Linked DNA regions of Hordeum vulgare: region 1 is linked to region 2. The links are chromatin contacts, called in public Hi-C maps. All regions are on one chromosome and are shown on one strand. Each heading gives the region's core, a stretch centred on a gene start, on an enhancer-like site or on the middle of the called end of the contact. The rest is flanking DNA. Distances are from core to core; before and after follow the strand shown.

What was found. Hi-C and Micro-C count contacts between places; a contact is called where the count stands out from the background.
Region 1: a contact with region 2 is called in a Hi-C map of leaf, with 4 times the contacts expected there. The contact joins the promoter of LOC123444486 here to the promoter of LOC123444483 in region 2. A contact is called at or near these places in 4 of 6 Hi-C or Micro-C datasets (leaf, seedling and an unstated tissue).

Annotation. Positions count from the first base shown.
Region 1 is chr3H:499,433,317-499,439,352 of MorexV3_pseudomolecules_assembly, reverse strand. LOC123444486 (protein RETARDED ROOT GROWTH, mitochondrial-like) reads right to left here and starts at 2,341. Exons shown (of 7, transcript XM_045121208.1): 1 at 1,948-2,341; 2 at 1,649-1,760; 3 at 1,370-1,529; 4 at 572-720; 5 at 342-493. The coding sequence starts at 2,252.
Region 2 is chr3H:499,002,399-499,007,833 of MorexV3_pseudomolecules_assembly, reverse strand. It overlaps LOC123444483 (LRR receptor kinase SERK2), which reads left to right and starts at 3,962. Exons shown (of 13, transcript XM_045121206.1): 1 at 3,962-4,547.

The DNA of each region.
Region 1 (6,036 bases), core at 1,092-3,591, 430 kb before region 2:
GAAGTACCATGTGAGTATCAAAGTGGTCTATAGATGTCATATAGTCCTATCTCGCAACGATCTCAAGTTATGTCCTCTTAATTTTTAGACAGTTACATGCCTTCTGTTCCTTAACACAACAGAATACATGGGGTTGATGAATAATGAAATTCCTACATTCCAGAAAATGACATCACATATACACTGCTAAAATATATGGTACTTCCTTCGTCCCAAAATAAGTTTCGCTGATTTAGTACAAAATTTATACTAATTTGGTTATAAATTTGCGACACTTATTTTGGGACGGAGGGAGTATATGATATATACGCGGGAGGAGGGAGTGCAACACTAGTACATACCTGTCAAAAAGGCCAAGTCTAATGATAACATCTGCAAGATTAGAATTAGCCTTGCCCACAAGTTGAAAGAGCTTCTTTCTTTTCATTGTGAAGTCCCCAGTCTTCTCCATGGTACGATTGATTTCAGTGAATTCCTCAACCATATCATCGACCTATTAAAGAAGTGTCTTAAAACTTTAAACCTTGCAACCACATGGAAATAGTTTGGTGACTTTGCTTAATCACAGTACCTGCCGTATGTAATGATCAAGAGCGATACTTTGACCAAGAACACTTGAAATGATCCGAATTCCATCAGTGTCTAAACTTTTAAGTACTATGTAATCAAGACCTCCTTTCATCCATGTTGTCAGGGACGGCTTCTCTACTACTGCATAATCTGGTAATTGTGAAACAAATTTCATCATGTGAGAATATAATAGAGGTTCAGGGTTATAAAAACGGATTAAGCGCTAGGTGCCATATTACCGCTGTTATTCTATTAGCCAGGGGGGCTTAGTCGGTCCCAAACAATCTTAGGCATGACTGGGTGCCTATATACTTATGCAGGTGCAGCTACATGATATGCACTGATTGTATAAGTAATTAGAGAGCATTCTAGATATTTCCTCTCTTGGAAAATGAGGCTTGACTCAAACTTCTCAGATTTCTGAATATGCCTGTTTAAACATGCACTTCTCACATAATCCACTGTGCCTTGTACAACGTTTTACATGTTTCATATGAAATTTAAAATGTATTTTGCAAACAATTAAGAAGGCTAGTTCCAGAAGGCTTATAAAGGTTCGGCCAAAGTAGTGTGGCCTATAAAAAGGAATACATCAAACACAAATTAAATTAAGAGTGATTCTCTTGATCCTCAATGGTCTTTATCAAATATCAGCAGTCATTATCATCAAAGGAAATTGGATTGATCGTGCACATACATGGAAATGAAAAGTAGAAAGATAAATACAAATCAATGAGGAAAACTACACTATTTACCCGTTTAAACAATAACAATCAGCTCGTTAATAGCATGGACATACCGTCTTTCCTCATCTCTGGAAGCCATCCAGAAGCATGATTCCTGATCATCTCAAGATAGTGCTCAGCTTCATGATCAGCAATATTGAAGAGCACAGCAGAACCATATTGGAAGACAACCACATAGCGATAACAAAATCTGCTGTCCTTCACTCCAATGTCCTACAGAACGTCAGATAAATGAGGTTATCTGATGTACATACAACATGTTCAACAAATGATCAGCCATGAATAAAATTCTTGGCCCACAAAATATATGGTGCTACAATGAAGCCACTTACCATGATCTCTGGAGGGAATTCGGAGTAGCGGAGCGCAATGTAATTTAGCGACCGGGTCGATGGGGGTACCACGTCGGTCCCATGCTCCGCCTGCAAGCTCTTCAGATCAATGCTGTAAAGGATTGGAGACACGAAATCAAACAAAAGTCGTTCTTTCACTCCTCTGCACCAAACCACCGTGGCCTCCCGCGACAATGTTAGATGAGAGACTGAAAAAAAAACGCAGTAGCACGCAGGGTCTTCCTTGCAGAACTATCATCAAACACCCAGCGTACACCCACCCGCGCGTCCAAACTCACCTGGTGGAGAGGAAGTAGGCCTTGACGGGGATGTAGCGCGCCGGGCCTTCCTCCTCCTCCTCCTGTGGGGGCGCGGGGGCCGGGGCCGACTCTGCCGCCGCCCGGATCCAGGCCCAGTAGGCCGAGCTCCCGAGGCCGGAGTCGCGGGTGTCATGGGGCACCGTGGCAGCGACCGCCACGGCCGAGGAAAAAGGAGACACGCGGGCTGGGAGGTGCGGCAGGCGCGCCGGAGTGGGGCTCGGTGGCGGCGGCCTCGCCTCGAGGAGGCGGCGGAGGTGGTGGCGGCACGCGCGCAGCCGCCCCATCGGGTTTTAGGCTTGATGATGAAGCGACCTGGTGCCGCGCCACGACGCGAGCAGCAAAGCTCCGGTTGGCCTTTCTCCGAGTATCTACTTCTTTTTTCTCCCCCCGAAAATCACTCGCTTTGTTCTTGGGGAGAAAGGAATGGACGGCGACATGGGCTTTATCGGGTAGACTTGGGCTCACTGGGCTTACAGGCCAGCCGGCCTGGCATGATCTAGTTTATCTGGGCCGCTCAAACCAAAAACGTGCTTTGCTTTTAGTCCTAAAAAAACATGCTCTTCATTTAACTCGTAATTAAGATCGACCCAGCTTTTTCTCTCCTCTTGCTAGGGTTTTAGCTTCTCTCGCCGGCAACGGCGTTGAGCACTTGTTTTCCCTTATTTCTTCGGCAATTCACCGTCGCTTTTACTCGGGCTGATTCAGGGGTGATCAAGCATCGCCATCCTGCCTTGGTTGACATGTGTATGAGCCATTCGGGTTGTCTAAGGTTGAGCTACTTGTGAGAAAACGATCTAAGTTGATTTTGGGCTCTCTTCTCATGGAAAAAGATGGAGCGAGTTCGTTATCTGGGGCCAACAAAGAAGGTCTGGAAGCAATGATGGAACAAATCGGTTTGAGGGAGGAATTGGACGATGTTGTGCTAAAGGAACAAGGGTCACCGCTGGTGGAGGCGACCAGGTAGATGGATATTGCACTTGTATACATAGAGAGACTATTTACAGTACTGGTACTATAAAAAATATGAGGCCAACTTGGGATCTTGCCCAAGATGTTAAGTTTCGATCTTTAATTTATATACTCTCCAATTCTTTTTATGCGGGTGATTGGGAGAAGATTGTGGAACGGGGCCCTAGTCCTTTCATGAAGATGCAGCGTTGATGATGTCATATGATAGGCTCACTAAACCATCAACGGCCCCTTTTGTTTCACTTGAATATCTAGGCCTAGATACATGACCTCCCTGATGAATTTGCTTGCATGATTAAAGCATTGGCATCAAAGATGAGAGAGTTTGTCATGGTAGAAACATCTTATGATTTCTTAGGGAATTTTTATCGTGTCCGTGTGAAAACCAATGTGCGAAAACCGCTTAAGAAGGCATTCTCAATCACTCTGGGAAGTAAAAGGGGGATACTTATAGTTAAGTATGGCATGCTCCCGAACTCGTGTGCAGTGTGTGGAACGTTGTGGTAATATGTTCAAATGGCATGGAGATGGCTTCCATCCACCGACTGACATGATCTTCAAAGATACGCGAGCTACGTGAAGCATGCGTGTGGGAGGTAGTTTGGTCAAGGGAGATGAAGGGTAGAGCTGGTGGTCGTGGAGCCTATAATCACATATCTAACTTTATGTACTATTGAAAAAGGATAATTTAGGAGAATAGATATAAATGAAAGAACGCCATGTTTCTGAGCTCGACTCAAATAAGCTCAGGTAAGTAATAACGACTAAAATAATTGACACAAATAAAAAAAAACTGTTTTTGGTATGAACCTTGAATTTTTTTTGATTGCTCACAAAAATTCATCATGGAATGGCATTTTTGGAAGTTGTGAAAAAATAAAAGTTGGTGCCCCGAAAATGTATTTTCAAAAGCATACCCAATGTCGGGTGATGACCCACAAGTATAGGGGATCAATCATGGTCCTTTCAATAAGTAATAGTGTCGAACCCAACGAGGAGCAAAAGGAAATGATAAGTAGTTTTTAGCAAGGAATTCTCTGTAAGTGTTGTAAGTAATAACGATAGATAGCTTTGTAGCAATATAATTCATAACAAGTGACAAGTAACAAGAGTAGCAAAGGTGCAGCAAGGTAGCCCAATCCTTTTTATAGCAAAGGGCATGCCGGAAAGTTCTCTTATATAAAGCAAGCGCTCTCGAGGACACATAGGAACTTATGTATACTCATGTTCATCATATTAAGTTGATTCACGTTTGCTACTTTGATGATTTGATATGGTGTGGACCAGTGCTAAGGTGATGTTCTTAGTTGAATTAACAACCTACTTACGATTACCCCCTCTCGCAAGCATCCACAACTACAAAAGAAGAATTAAGAATAATCTAACCATAACATGAAACATGTGGATCCAGATCAGCCCCTTATGAAGCAACACGTAAACTAGGGTTTAAGATTCTGTCAATCTCACAACCCATCATCTATTTGTTACTCCACAATGACTTCCCTTATGCCCATACCATGGTGAAGTGTTATATATTCAACGTTCACATGACACCACAAAGAGAAGTAAAAACATCCATATCATCAAAATATCGAACGAATACCAACTTTGCATGATTACTTATAACAAGACTTCTCGCATGTCCCCAGGAACACTAATTTACTACTCACACAACATCAACATGTTCAATATCAGAGGTGTAATAATAATAATTAAGGATCTGAACATAATGTCTTCCACCAAGTAGTCCAACCAGCATCAACTACAAGATGTAATCAACACTTCTAGCAACCCAGAGGTACCAATCTGAGGTTCTGAGACAAAGATTGAATACACATGACGAACTAGGGTTGGAGATGAGATGGTGCTGGTGAAGATGTTGATGAAGATTGGTCCTCCCATGAAGGAGGAAGCATTGGTGATGATGATGGCTTTGATTTCCCCCTCTCGAAGGGGAATTCCCCCGGCAGAATCTTAGTGCCGGAGAACAAAACGATATGTGCCCAGGTTTCCACCTCGAGACGACGGTGCTTCGTCTCGAAAGATAACTTATGATTTTTCTACGATAGATCACACCAGCTGGGGCCTCACAAGTTATCAAGACGTGGACGGGGGGTGCGCCCTGATGGCTTGTGCCCAGCTGGTGGCCCTCTCCGGTATAGTTTTGGCCCATAAATTCTTAAATATTCTAAAAAAAATCTCCGTGAAATTTCAGGTCATGTGGAGCAAGTTATATTTCCCTCTTAGTGATGTGCCTTGCATATTCAGAGGAAAAGGCATACGAATTGTATGATAATAATAGATAATAGACAGGATCAACACAAATATCAATAATAATTCATGATGCAAAATGAGTGTATCAACTCCCTAAAGCTTAGACCTCGCTTGTCCTAAAGAGAAAGCTCAACTCGAAAATAATGAGCACATGATTTGAGAGAGAGATGTCGATAAAAACAGAATATGAGCATGAGAGCATCATGAATATTAACACAGCCGCAAGTATTTATCATATAACTTCTCATAAACAAGTAATAATCCTTTCACAACTCTTGGAGTATGAAGCATAAACTTTATTGAAAATCAACAAACTGTGTTCTCAGTCATTAAGGCAATCACAATTCATCATAATCGAGAGGAGAGTCTATGTAGTAGCTTTGTTTTTTGCAAGTTCACATACTCAACTATCGTTTAATCTTCGATGATTGCTCACATTCAAGGCATATTTTTGGAGCTCATGCTTTCTTAGGATACATAGGAAGATAGGGGCTTAAATGATTTTCCACCCAACTTATTTATCTCAAGGATAATGTCAACAATGATAAATCAGATCATCTGCATCCACTTGGATATATGAATCTAAATCTTTCCTCAACACATGATATTTGCCACTATAGAGTTAATAGGTTGGAAGAGGAACAAACTTTAACGACTCAAGCACAGAGTTAAACTCCTGAAAGTAAAAGATAGACCCTTCACAGAGGGAAGGAAAGGTTTTCATGCGCTTTTAATTTGTTGGATGTGCGAACTCTTAATGCAAGGGAGCGTCGCTTTATATTGCCCCTTATGATAGCAAACTTTATTATGCACTCTGTCGCTTTT
Region 2 (5,435 bases), core at 2,713-5,212:
TGCCCATATTGGATCGCACATATTCTACGAAGATCTTATCGTTTGAACCTCAGTGCCAAGGACTCATATAATCCCGTATGTCATTCCCTTTGTCCTTCGGTATGTTACTTGCCCGAGATTCGATCGTCAGTATCTGCATACCTATTTCAATCTTGTTTACCGGCAAGTCTCTTTACTCGTTCCGTAATACAAGATCCTGCAACTTACACTACGTCACTTTGCTTGCAAGGCTTGTGTGTGATGTTGTATTACCAAGTGGGCCCCGAGATACCTCTCCTTTACACGGAGTGACAAATCCCAGTCTCGATCCATACTAACTCAACAAACACCTTCGGATATACGTGTAGAGCATCTTTATAGTCACCCAGTTACGTTGCGACGTTTGATACACACAAAGCATTCCTCCGGTGTCAGTGAGTTATATGATCTCATGGTCATAGGAACAAATACTTGACACGCAGAAAACAGTAGCAACAAAATGACACGATCAACATGCTACGTCTATTAGTTTGGGTCTAGTCCATCACGTGATTCTCCTAATGACGTGATCCAGTTATCAAATAACAACACCTTGTACATAATCAGAAGACCCTGACTATCTTTGATCAACTGGCTAGCCAACTAGAGGCTTGCTAGGGACAGTGTTTTGTCTATGTATCCACACATGTATATAAGTCTTCATTTAATACAATTATAGCATGGATAATAAACGATTATCTTGATACATGAATTATAATAATAACTATATTTATTATTGCCTCTAGGGCATAATTCCAACAGTGTCATTCCGAAGCCTACGGAGGACACCATGCTGGAGACAAAACTGCTCATAAGGTATTGCAATCTGGGTTCTATTGGCCCACTCTCTTCAAGGATGCCCGTAAGTTTGTCTTGTCTTGTGACGAATGCCAAAGAATAGGGAATATCAGTAAGCTTCAGGAAATGCCTATGAACTATTCACTTGACATTGAACCATTTGATGTCTGGGGCTTTGATTATATGAGACCTTTCCCGAGTTCCAATGGGTATACTCACATCTTAGTTGCTGTGGATTATGTCACTGAGTGGGTAGAAGCTATCCCCACTAGAAATGTTGATCACCACACCTCTATTAAGATGCTTGAAGAAGTCATTTTTCCAAGATTTGGAGTCCCTAGATATCTGATGACTGATGGCGGTTCACACTTCATTCATGGTGTTTTCCACAAGATGTTCACGAAGTACGATGTCAACCATAGAGTTGCATCTCCTTATCATCCTCAGTCTAGTGGTCAAGTGGAGTTGAGTAATAGGGAGATCAAATTGATTTTACAAAAGACCGTCAATAGATCTCGAAAGAATTGGTCTAGCAAACTTGACGATGCACTATGGGCTTATAGGACTGCTTATAAGAATCCCATGGGCATGTCGCCGTATAAAATGGTTTACGGTAAGGCCTGTCATTTACCTCTTGAACTGGAACACAAAGCTTATTGGGCAATCAAAGAGCTCAACTTCCATTTCAAATTTGCCGGTGAGAAGCGGTTGTTTGATATCAGCTCATTAGATGAATGGAGGGCCCAGGCATATGAGAATGCCAAGTTGTTCAAGGAAAAGGTTGAGAGATGGCACGATAAAAGAATACAAAACGAGAGTTCAATGTAGGTGATTATGTCCTGTTATACAATGCTCGTTTAAGATTCTTCGCAGGCAAGCTTCTCTCTAAATGGGAAGGTCCCTACGTTGTCGAGGAAGTATGTCGTTCCGGTGCCATCAAAATCAATAACACGGAAGGTAATTTTCCTAGAGTGGTAAATGGGCAAAGAATCAAGCATTACATCTCTGGTACTCCCATAAATGTTGAGACCAAATCATCAATATCATAACTCCAGAGGAGTACATAAGGGATGTTTATCAGCTCGTTTCAGACCCTGAAAACGAAGAGGTATGTGTTTCGGTAAGTAATTGGACTCCGAAACTTTTCCAATAGGAATTTTTCTCCGTTTTAGAATTCATGGAAAATTAGAAAAATAAAAAGCAGTCCGGAGAGCGCACGAGGCGGCCACAAGCTTGGTTGCCGCGGCCTCCCCCTGGCCGCGGCAACAGGGCTTGTGGGCACCTCGTGTGCCTCCCGGACTCCGTTTTCTTGCGGAGCACTCCTTCTGGTCCAGAAAAAATCATTATATATACGCTCGAGGGTTTTGATCTCCGTATCGCGCAGTTTTCCACTGTTTTCGTTTCGAGCCTGTTTCTGTTGCAGATCTAGATCGTCATGACTTTCCCAAAAGTTCCAAAGGACAAGATCTTCGAGAAGGTCATCAATCCCTACCTCACGGAAGTATTGCAGCACCCCCCAATCTATCAAGATGAGCGAGGGGATGTTGCACATCCGTAATGTTGAGGGGCCTAAGAAGACCGAAAGCGTGGAGACGAGGCTCGAAGCAATGGAGCAACAAGTCTTCAAGTGCCAAGGGATGGTGGAGCGTGGACTCAACGCCAACCACATGATGATCACGGAGTTCACCAACAATCACAAGATGGATGCCATTGACATTGGGAAGCACGTCTCCAGGCTCTATGACAGGGTTGATCAACTCCAGGGCCAGATCTATGACCTGCAGAACCAAAACTGTGAGTATGAGTATAGATTTAAATCAATACGGTTGGCTGCAGGATTCCGGCGACTCGTTCATCCTGCCATGATGGAGCACCTATGCCAATACGGTTGGTGGAATAGTTTATGTTCAGATCCTTGATGCTACTCATTACCTCTCTGATCATGATTACGATTATGCTTTGTGAGTAGTTACTTTTGTTCCTGAGGACATGGGCTGAGTCATGCTAATAGTAGTCATGTGAATTTGGTATTCGTTCGGTATTTTGATATGTTTTATGTTGTCTTTTACTCTAGTGGTGTTATGTGAACGTCGACTTCATAACACTTCATCATATTTGGGCCTAGAGGAAGGCATTGGGGAGTAGTAAGTAGATGATGGGTTGCTAGAGTGACAGAAGCTTAAACCCCAGTCTATGCGTTGCTTCGTAAGGGGCTGATTTGGATCCACTAGTTTAATGTTATGGTTAGACGTTGTCTTAATTCTTCTTTCGTAGTTGCGGATGCTTGCGCGAGGGGTTAATCATAAGTGGGATGCTTGTCCAAATAAGGGCAGTACCGAAGCGCCGGTCCACCCACATATCAAACTATCAAAGTAACGAACGCGAATCATATGAACATGATGAAACTAGCATGACAGAAATTCCCGTGTGTCCTCGGAAGCGTTTTTCCTCTTATAAGACTTTGCTCAGGCTTGTCCCTTGCTAGAAAAGGGATTGGGCCACTTTGCTGCACCGTTGTTACTTTTGTTACTTGTTGCTTGCTATGAATCATCTCACCACACAATCACTTGTTACCGACAATTTCAGTGCGTGCAGATTTTACCTTGCTGAGAACCACTTGTCAGATTCTTCTTCTCTTCGTTGGGTTCGACACTCTTACTTATCGAAAGGACTACGATTGATCCCCTATACTTGTGGGTCATCAGTGTTTTTAAAAAAAAATTATGTACGGACATGAAATGAATCGGTCGTGCGTCCAACGCACCGTCGATTCAAATCTAAAACAAAACGGACACAAAAGGAGCGGCTGATCCAAACGAACAAAAAACGAACAACAAAACCGTTCGTTTGGGTCGGCACAGTTGATCTTACTCGTGGGGAAGTGTCAGCACAGGCGAGCCATGGACCGACGCCAAGCGAGGGTACGCGCAAAACGTGAACCAGGTAGGAACCGTCGGGACGCCATAGGTGACACTGGAAACTATAGGTGGGCACCATTTCCAAGTGGGCATCGAGCCAAGCCGAGCCAAGCATCAAGCCGAAGATAGCGCTGCCGCTTTCCCACTACGTCTCCTCGGCCCGCAAAAACGATCGTTTGCCTCGCCATCGCCGCACAGTAAACTGAACAGAAAACAGAACACGGGCAGAAAGGCGTGAGCTAACCGGAAAGCGACCTCGCAGGGACAGCGCATGGGGCTATAGCTAGCTAGCGGGGAGAATCTGCGGCGAGTCACGGAGAGGCACGCGGCGCACCGGCGTCCGAGCCCGAGCCCGAGAGCCAGCGACCCCAACCAATTCCGTCTTATCTCAAGGGATCGGAGGGCGGAAATGGAGAATCCACCAACCCAACCAAGTTGCGCCCCGCCTACTGCCTAAAATGGATTCACCAGCCGCGGCAGCGGTCCATTTCGGCGTCTGGGGGAGTCAACCGCTCGGGTCGTCCACCACCCACGTCTCCACCAGCGCACTGGCGGCGGCGGCGGTTGCGCAGGCGGGTACGGCCGCCTAGTTCCTTCAAGCGACCGAACCGAGAGAGCGCCTCCCTCCCGACCGCGACAGCTAGGGTCCCTAGCCTCCGCCGCGGCGCCCCCAGCCTGCGCTGCCCGTCCGCCAGTAGAGGAGCCCGGCAGCGCCTCCCTCCGTCGAGCAGCCGCTCCCACCTCCCTCCCTGGACCAGCCGCTCCCGCCTAGCAACGCCGCCGCCCGGAGCTACGCCGGCGACCAGTCCAGAGGCAGGTAGCCCCCCCCCCCCCCCCTTCCTCTTGCATACTCTGTGTTGTTCAGTTTTTTGTCCTTATTTCTGTGTTGGATGAGCACTTGCTGTAGATTTGGTACTGTGATAGTATAATTTTGATTATTCCTTGACGAGTACTTGCTGCATGATTTTTCCGGTGCATGCTCAAGTTTACATGTGAAAGGATTTTGCTTGATCAAGTGTTTGTGATAATGCTTCTACTGGCAAACTGTAGTTTGATTTTTCTTCTTCAGGTGAGCAAATGTATTGGTTTGAACATGTTATAGTATGACACTAGTCTAAGCAACTACCTTCATAGTGCAAAGGAACATAGAAGTAGTATCATATGTGGCATTTATTAGATTATAGACTCATTTTATGTTATCTTAGGGTAACATATTATGTTACTCTAAACACCTCTCTCCTCATTAACTACATGCCACATAAGCAAAGTTTTCTTGAAATGCGCTATGTTACTAGTTAAGTTACTCCCACTATGACCAGCCTTATCTGCACCGTCTTGACCTGAAATCAAAGCTTAGCAGCAACATGCAATTTGAGAGAGCAGGAGCTTTGTCTTGGTTATACTGGCCGAAATTGGGTAACATATTAGTACTAGTGTATTGTTGGCATGATAGATGTCCCAAATCTTGTTTATGATTGGGAATATAGTGGTACCGTTACGCTGTGTTGTTGATTCTAACAGTCAGATGTAAATTATTGGCGTTTAAAGTGATTGTTTCGCCTTTTGCATGCTAGCTGATTGATCTTCAGGTTCCACCTTTTGTGTTATGCCATGATAGACGTACAATTAACAAATGATTTGATTTGCTGCCCCATTTTCATTTTACACTTGCTAAAAGTCTAATTCTGTCCCTTTGGAACT